Regions from separate parts of the Hordeum vulgare genome. Here region 1 is linked to region 2. Evidence: chromatin contacts called from public Hi-C data. All regions are on one chromosome and are shown on one strand. Each heading gives the region's core, a stretch centred on a gene start, on an enhancer-like site or on the middle of the called end of the contact. The rest is flanking DNA. Distances are from core to core; before and after follow the strand shown. Region 1 holds the start of LOC123444549 (glucose-induced degradation protein 8 homolog). Region 2 holds the start of LOC123444547 (small RNA degrading nuclease 5).

What was found. Hi-C and Micro-C count contacts between places; a contact is called where the count stands out from the background.
Region 1: a contact with region 2 is called in a Hi-C map of leaf, with 2.9 times the contacts expected there. The contact joins the promoter of LOC123444549 here to the promoter of LOC123444547 in region 2. A contact is called at or near these places in 3 of 6 Hi-C or Micro-C datasets (leaf and seedling).

What each region holds. Positions count from the first base shown.
Region 1 is chr3H:507,627,127-507,630,714 of MorexV3_pseudomolecules_assembly, reverse strand. It overlaps LOC123444549 (glucose-induced degradation protein 8 homolog), which reads right to left and starts at 2,214. Exons shown (of 7, transcript XM_045121311.1): 1 at 2,004-2,214; 2 at 223-364. The coding sequence starts at 2,039.
Region 2 is chr3H:507,305,467-507,308,787 of MorexV3_pseudomolecules_assembly, reverse strand. It overlaps LOC123444547 (small RNA degrading nuclease 5), which reads left to right and starts at 1,309. Exons shown (of 16, transcript XM_045121309.1): 1 at 1,309-1,510; 2 at 1,581-1,695; 3 at 2,468-2,524; 4 at 2,608-2,673; 5 at 3,228-3,321. The coding sequence starts at 1,630.

The sequences.
Region 1 (3,588 bases), core at 965-3,464, 320 kb before region 2:
CATCTTTTCTTATAAGGCGAAAATGGACTTCCTTCATCATCTTTAATTAACATTGACATTGTAAAGGACAGGTTTGAATGAATATAAGAATAGAAAAATGGGAAAATTAATGTACACCAGAACTGCAAGAAATTTGCAGAAATACAGAGAGGTTCCTTGTATGCAATTTTAAAAGTAGAACAATACCAATACAAGATTAAGTATTGAGCTGCAAATATATACCTTTACGCTTATCCACATCTACAGTATAATCAACAGGCAACTTTAACCCAGTGCTGGATAGGAAGGTCTCTGCGGTCTCCTTAAAACAATTGTGCATAAGATAAGATAGCACTATGTTGCGAACGTCATTATCGCTGACAGACTGCGGTTGAAAGAAATTTCAATGTCAATAGCAGGCTATTGCCAAAAGTAAGATGAAAGCATAACTTGTACCATCAAAATTTAGGGAGAAGAACTCTAGTCATCTGCCTCAACAGCGGTAATAGGTTATTTCCCCAAGTGAATTTGGCAACGCCAAGACTACTTTATACTCACTTCAGCAAGCATAGCTGCATTTATTATCCATGGGCACAGTGAGATAAAAATGCTCTCTTACCTAGTACTCCCACCGTTCCAAAATAAGTGTCACGAATTTAGTACTAAGTTAATACAAATTTAATACTAAAGCATCGACACTTATTTTGGGACGGAGGGAGTAGTGTCCAAATTCCTGTTTGTTGTGTATATTAATATCATAAAAGCATTTGTGTAGATATTTGTGAAATTACAAATGACAACTGGATATATTCCAATTGAAAAAAAAATGTTTATAGCTGGCATGCTTTAATAGTTGTTAAATTACAAATGACAACTGAATCTGTTCAACAAAGGGTAAGGACTCAGGGGAGATTCCTTCACAGAACCATTCCCTGTTGAGATGCACGCATCTAGTTGAGTTGCAGCTTCAGGGAGGGTGCGTGCTTGGAAATTAAGGCGTTGTCAGAGTTCGCAAATGCATGAATACAACGTGAATATGCATGGGTATCTAAGCAGCAAAGCACATCTATATGGATCGGGCATCTAGTGGCAAAAAGAAGGGAAGTGGTAATGAGGTGATGTGATCCACCAGCAATCGCTACATTGCGGTAGACTGGTGGCCGGCAACCAATAGCAAGCACAGGACAGCAATGGTTGGGTTGCACTTGCATGTATAGAAGTTTAATTTCAAGGCCACCAATAAGATTCAGGTAATAAATATGGCATTGGGGTTTCACCAGAATTAATGGCACATAAATTCATGGATTCTAGTAAAACATCAGGTATCATTTTTCTACTGACCGGATATCGTTTTAGGGTCACTACTACTACTTCCGTGTTTGCCATAAGGGCAATACTACTTGGAGCACTCTAAAATCTCCATTGCCAGAATACCAGATTAAGAAGCATGTCCAAGTGGTTCAATACTCTGCAACCTGTACTCATGTTGTTGAACGCTAAACTGGCTCGCTGCGGAATCGCCCCGATGGAGCGACCCACTAAACACTCAGAAAGCTCCCTATGCCGCAAGCAGAGCGTCTCTTTGATTCCGCTGGACCGTAGGGTACCTTATTGACAAAGTTCCAATCTCTGTTTCACTAGACTAGAAACCCAGGCAATTGACGAAGTCCCAATCTATTGCGCTGCTACAAGCCACCTTATCGACAAAGAATCGATCTCTCTTTTTTCCTACCACAAGAACCTCATCCCCAAAGTTTTGGACCTTCTCTCACTAAAAAAAAACCTAGCACGAGCAGATCATCCAGTCCAGGCAGTCCAGTAGACGGAAATCTACGCAGACGAATCCAACAGACGAACACTGAGCAATGAGTAGTCGGAACAAATTCGCGAACAATTTCATCCATCTACCTCATCAACCCCATCTCCAACACCAAACGGATTCGCGAGCGAACACCAAGACCAAGGAAGTTATACGAGTGGTGGGGGGAGGGGGAAAGAATGAGGAGTGCGGAGAGTGAGCGTACGGCGTCCTCGTAGAGGCGGGGATCCAGGTCCATCATGGCGGAGGAGAGGTCCAAGAGGTCGGCGCCGGACGCTGCCTGCCGCTGGGGGAGCCGAGATTCCCCAAAAAAGGGTTTTTTCTATTTATTTTCTTTTGTTTCCTCCTTTTCTTTGCCTGGCTGCTTTCCAGGGCCCGTGGTGGTGACGGCGCGTGAGAGGACTTCTATTTTTCTGCCCTAGTGGAGTGCTGAGAGTTCATCAGTTTTACGAGGTTTTTCTTGAATTAGTGAAAGACAAATTATATAAAACTACTCCCTTCGTTGTAAGACGTTTATTGACACGATTGTGATGCTAAAAGACGACTTGCATTATGGAACGGAAGGAATAGATCACAAGGAAGAGAAGTTATTGTGGTTTTTTTAATCATTGCATTCTATATTACTGTACAACGATCAAATTAACGTTCACAACACGGGTTACATCATCCGAAAGGCCTGTTTGACATACATGCTCGCTTTCAGGCTCCGCATTTGGTTCAAAAATAGCAAACAAGTATGTTCGAAGATTACATGTCCTATAACACTACAAAACTTTGTGTTCTACAAAACCTAAATGGGCGAGGAATTTAGTTTTGCAGAACAACACACCAAGAGGCCCATGGCTTTGGAAATCTTAGTTGAGGGCTTGTTGTAGATTTATGCAATCACACGCTACATGCCATATGATTGAGCCATTTGGATAGCCTTTGGTATAGCTTGTGCTTCAGCATGTAGTGTGTTGGCCATGTCCACTAGCTTGATAGTCGCGGCCATGATGGTCTCGCTGGTATTATCATGAGTAATGAGTCCTCACCTCGAGTGTCCATGGTCGGCTAAACGTCGTATCGACATTAATCTTTATGATTTAAGTTCCCGGGAGTTGGGGATTGCTTCTCCTTCCAGCCTAAAAACTCTCACAATTAGAAGTTATGTGTCTGATACGTGCTCCAAAAGCCTCCCACGAAAGTTGCTACATTTAATTGTTTGCATTGTTTCGCTCGGACCACCATGATCATGGTAGGCAGATCGTGTGCATCTTGACAAAATCAGATAGTTTGAAAATTGCAGCAAGCGGGCCTTTGGGGGACGCACACAGTAGGAGTTGTTGCCTGGTCAAGACCGCATCTCCGACACATTCTTTTGACCTCCTTGCATCACATAAACATATGGCCTCCATCCTCAGAAAGTCGGTGGCACAACTGAGGGAGCCCGGGATTAAGGGGTCCTCGGGTTGTCGGTCTACCTCTTATGGTTCGGACAGGTGGGCCGCTTTATGGAAGGCCGAACTATAAAACAACTTTGTGTTCATGAAGGAAACCTCCGAAACCTTGGTGTGTCCTCCAAGTCAAGATGGTAGAATCGACATGTTTATTCTCTGATGGCAACCGACCAAGTGTAATCTTAGGTACCCCTCGTGTTTATATAAACTAGAGGGTTTAGTTCGTAGAGCAGGAGAATCATTATCCTAGTCGTCTAGGGTTTAGTTCATCTGATCTGATGGTAGATCGACTCTATAATTGTCATACTGTAAGTGCATCTAGTGCCCTTAGTGATTTTGGTGGTTTGAAGA
Region 2 (3,321 bases), core at 60-2,559:
TCCATGGTTGTATGCATGTATGTAAGTTTATGCTTTCATTATTTATGTTTTTCATGCTCCTTCCATTATATACTCTCATGCTTCCTAACAAAATTAAGCCGAACATGTTTTCCAAGCCATCTGCTAGTTGATGTAATTCTATGATACCATGCTACTTCATATTTTCTTTTAAAATGCCAGTTTTTTTTGCTTTGACCATACATATGTTTTCCATATTGTTTCATCAAACATACGTATGCTTCTATGCTACCAACCAAACCTGTTATTGCCTTCATAATAATCTTGTTTATGCTTCAAGCCGATTGCTGTGTTTGGTGAACTTATGTGTGCAAATTTCCGGTGTAGATGATGACTTCTTGTTGTATTCCCAGTGAAGGCTATGCATTGGCGGTATGCAGCAGTTGAAGCCCAGTTCACGAAGGCGTTTGCGAGACATCCTAGGAATCTACAGTAAGGGGGAGTGAAGGCAGCCAAAAAGAAGTTGGGCAAGATGTTGCTTGAACTCGATAAGGCGCACTCTGAATTGTAATTTCCATTACCTTGAAAACATATGTAATAATCAAATGGAAAAGTAGCATTTTTTATGTTTAACCGAAACAAATATATGGGCCATTGGATTCGAGTAGACTTGAATAAACTTTTGCATCATTGTAAAAAAATTAGCTTGACACTGGATGCAATTTTTTGTTGGATAGAAACAAATCTCATCTTGCGCGGAAGCAATTGTTTTATAAGACAGAAACACATTGGAAGCAAATACACTGGATGCATTTTTTTGTTAGATAGTAGAAACAAATCACGTTTTGGGTGGAAGCAAAATTTGTATTTGACCGAAACACATTGGAAGCAAATATGTTGGATGCAATTTTTGTTAGATAGAAACAAATCTTATTTTGGGTGGAAGCAAAAAAATTATTCGGACAGAAACATATTTGAATCAAATATTATTTTCGACATAAACTCAATAATAATACTATGAAAGCATGGTTTATTTTCCAACGGAGAAGCAATAATGGAAGGACAATTTTATTTTTCAAGATATTAGTTGCTGCCAAAAAAATTTAATGCTGGCCTATTAATGAGCGAACCCAACAAATCTCGTGGGTTACTGACCATCTGATCGGATGACTTACCTGCATCTGATCGGACGGTCTTCTACTAGTCTGATATAGGTAGCAAACATATGTAATATGATGCCTAGCGGTGCCCAGTACAAACAAACCTGTGGCAAATCCTCAAATTCCCCAGCCCAGGAAGGCCCACGATCGAACTCGATAGGGATCCAAACGCGCCCTAAATTCCTGTCCCCTGTTCTACCACCAAGCCCTACAGCTGCCGCCGTGCCGTCCCTTAGCGGCGTCACCGCCGGCGCCTCAATCCCACCCCTCATGCCCCTCGCCCCCACCCACCACGGCCTCTCACGCGCGCTGCCGCCATCGCCGCTCCCGTTCTTCCTCGTCGGGACATCGCGTTCCTGCCGTCTCCACCCCGTCCGCAGTTGAGTTTTGAGGTATGAGTATTTTTTCCCCATCCAGCGATTAGTTAAGTCCCACTGACCTTCACAAGTTCTGGCCGTGCAGGTGCGCACCCGGCAGAACTTCTAGATTCGCCCCCTCGGCGGCGCCCGACATGTCGACGCCCTCCGACGGAGCCGCCCCCGCTGCCTCTACGTACTACGACGTCTTCGGTCCCGACGTACGTGCTTTATTGCCGCCCTTTTCTCTTCACTGTTTCAGAGAGGCAGAACCATGGAAGTTTATAACCACCTGGAGCTGTGTTAGTCTGCTGCTAGGAAACCCCAAAATAAGTTTTGGAGTTTTAGTTTGTTGGAATAGAGGGTCGTGTCATTGCAACATTACACTTATCATTTAATTTTATGGTGACTCATGGTGAAGATGGCATTTGTGGGTGACTTTTGCTAGTGGAGCTGAGCCAAAATATGTATGAGGCCTCACTCCATATTCTGGGAGAGATTTTTTAAAGGGTTGAAATGTGGTTACCTATAGGTATATGGTACAAATGCGACAGAGATATTGGATTTTTCCACTGAACTTCTGTGAGGCAAAAACCTAGACTAATTCCTTGTTGGGCAGAAGAGTGTTTCTTCCATCAAATAAAAGGAAGTCGCCCCACCTAGAATTCGATGAATACGTCGTTTATTTTGTTATCAGAGTTTTCTCTGAACACTAGAAACCTTCTATGTTTTCTCTGTGATCAACTTTTTGAATTACGTCTACATGGTATAAATGGACTATTAGGTGAAGAAGCATGTAAGTATTGGTTATATTCAACAATTTTATCACAGATGTGTGTCTAGTTGGACATGTGGATATTTGCTTATTTGTTAGTTGGTCAGAGTACTCTCGTGCTGCTTACTTTACTGATTAATACATTTGCTACTCGAAGCTATGCCTTATTTCTTACAGAACTAATTCTTGTCTCTTTCTTTTTTCTGCATTCTATCCAGGCTAAACCTGATGTTATTTTTAAGGAGGCCACGTCAGATTCCACATTGAATTTGCAGGTCCTTCCATAGCAAAAACACGATGCAAATTGACCACTGACTTTTCTTTCTTTGTTTTAACACACCATTTGGTTGTAACACAGGATGTCCAGGGGCTAGTAACTTGGGTTATTGGTGAAGGCATGCCGCCTTCATGGGTGTTTGTTAAAGTAAATCATGTTCCCTTTCCCTTCTTACTTTGTGGAGAACATGATTTTCTTTTTTTCCCCACTGTTTTAGTCATTATCAATGAAGAATAACCAAGTTTTTCTGTTCCATAATTTTCATAACTGCACTTTGGACTGAGAACAACCTGTTTTGTATTCCCTCTGTCAACTAATATAAGATCGTTTAGATCACTACAGTGACCTAAACGCTCTTATATTAGTCGACAGAGGGAGTAATTACAAAAGTATTCCCTCTGTAAACAAATGTAAGACGTTTTAGGTCACTAGGTCACATTTTAGGTCGACCTGGTGACCTAAAACGTCTTACATTTGTTTACAGAGGGAGTATCTCAAAAACATTTGCAGCATTTTTTAACCTAGTGAAAATCATAGAATAATAATTACTGGCAACTCGTGATGACAATAAGTGAATTATAGATGCCGATTTGCAGTAAGCATCGATATGTACACGTAATGTGACTTCCGTGAGTTCTATTTGCTGCTTTAGAATCCCTACCTGTGCTTAGCTCTAAAACTATGTTTTCTTTGGTGTTCAGAACAAGCCTCTTATCACAAAAGTTGTCCTTCTCTATGTTCCTGGCCTCGATGCAGCTTTATACATGTCTCAGTCACGCCTCCTTTCTTCTTTGA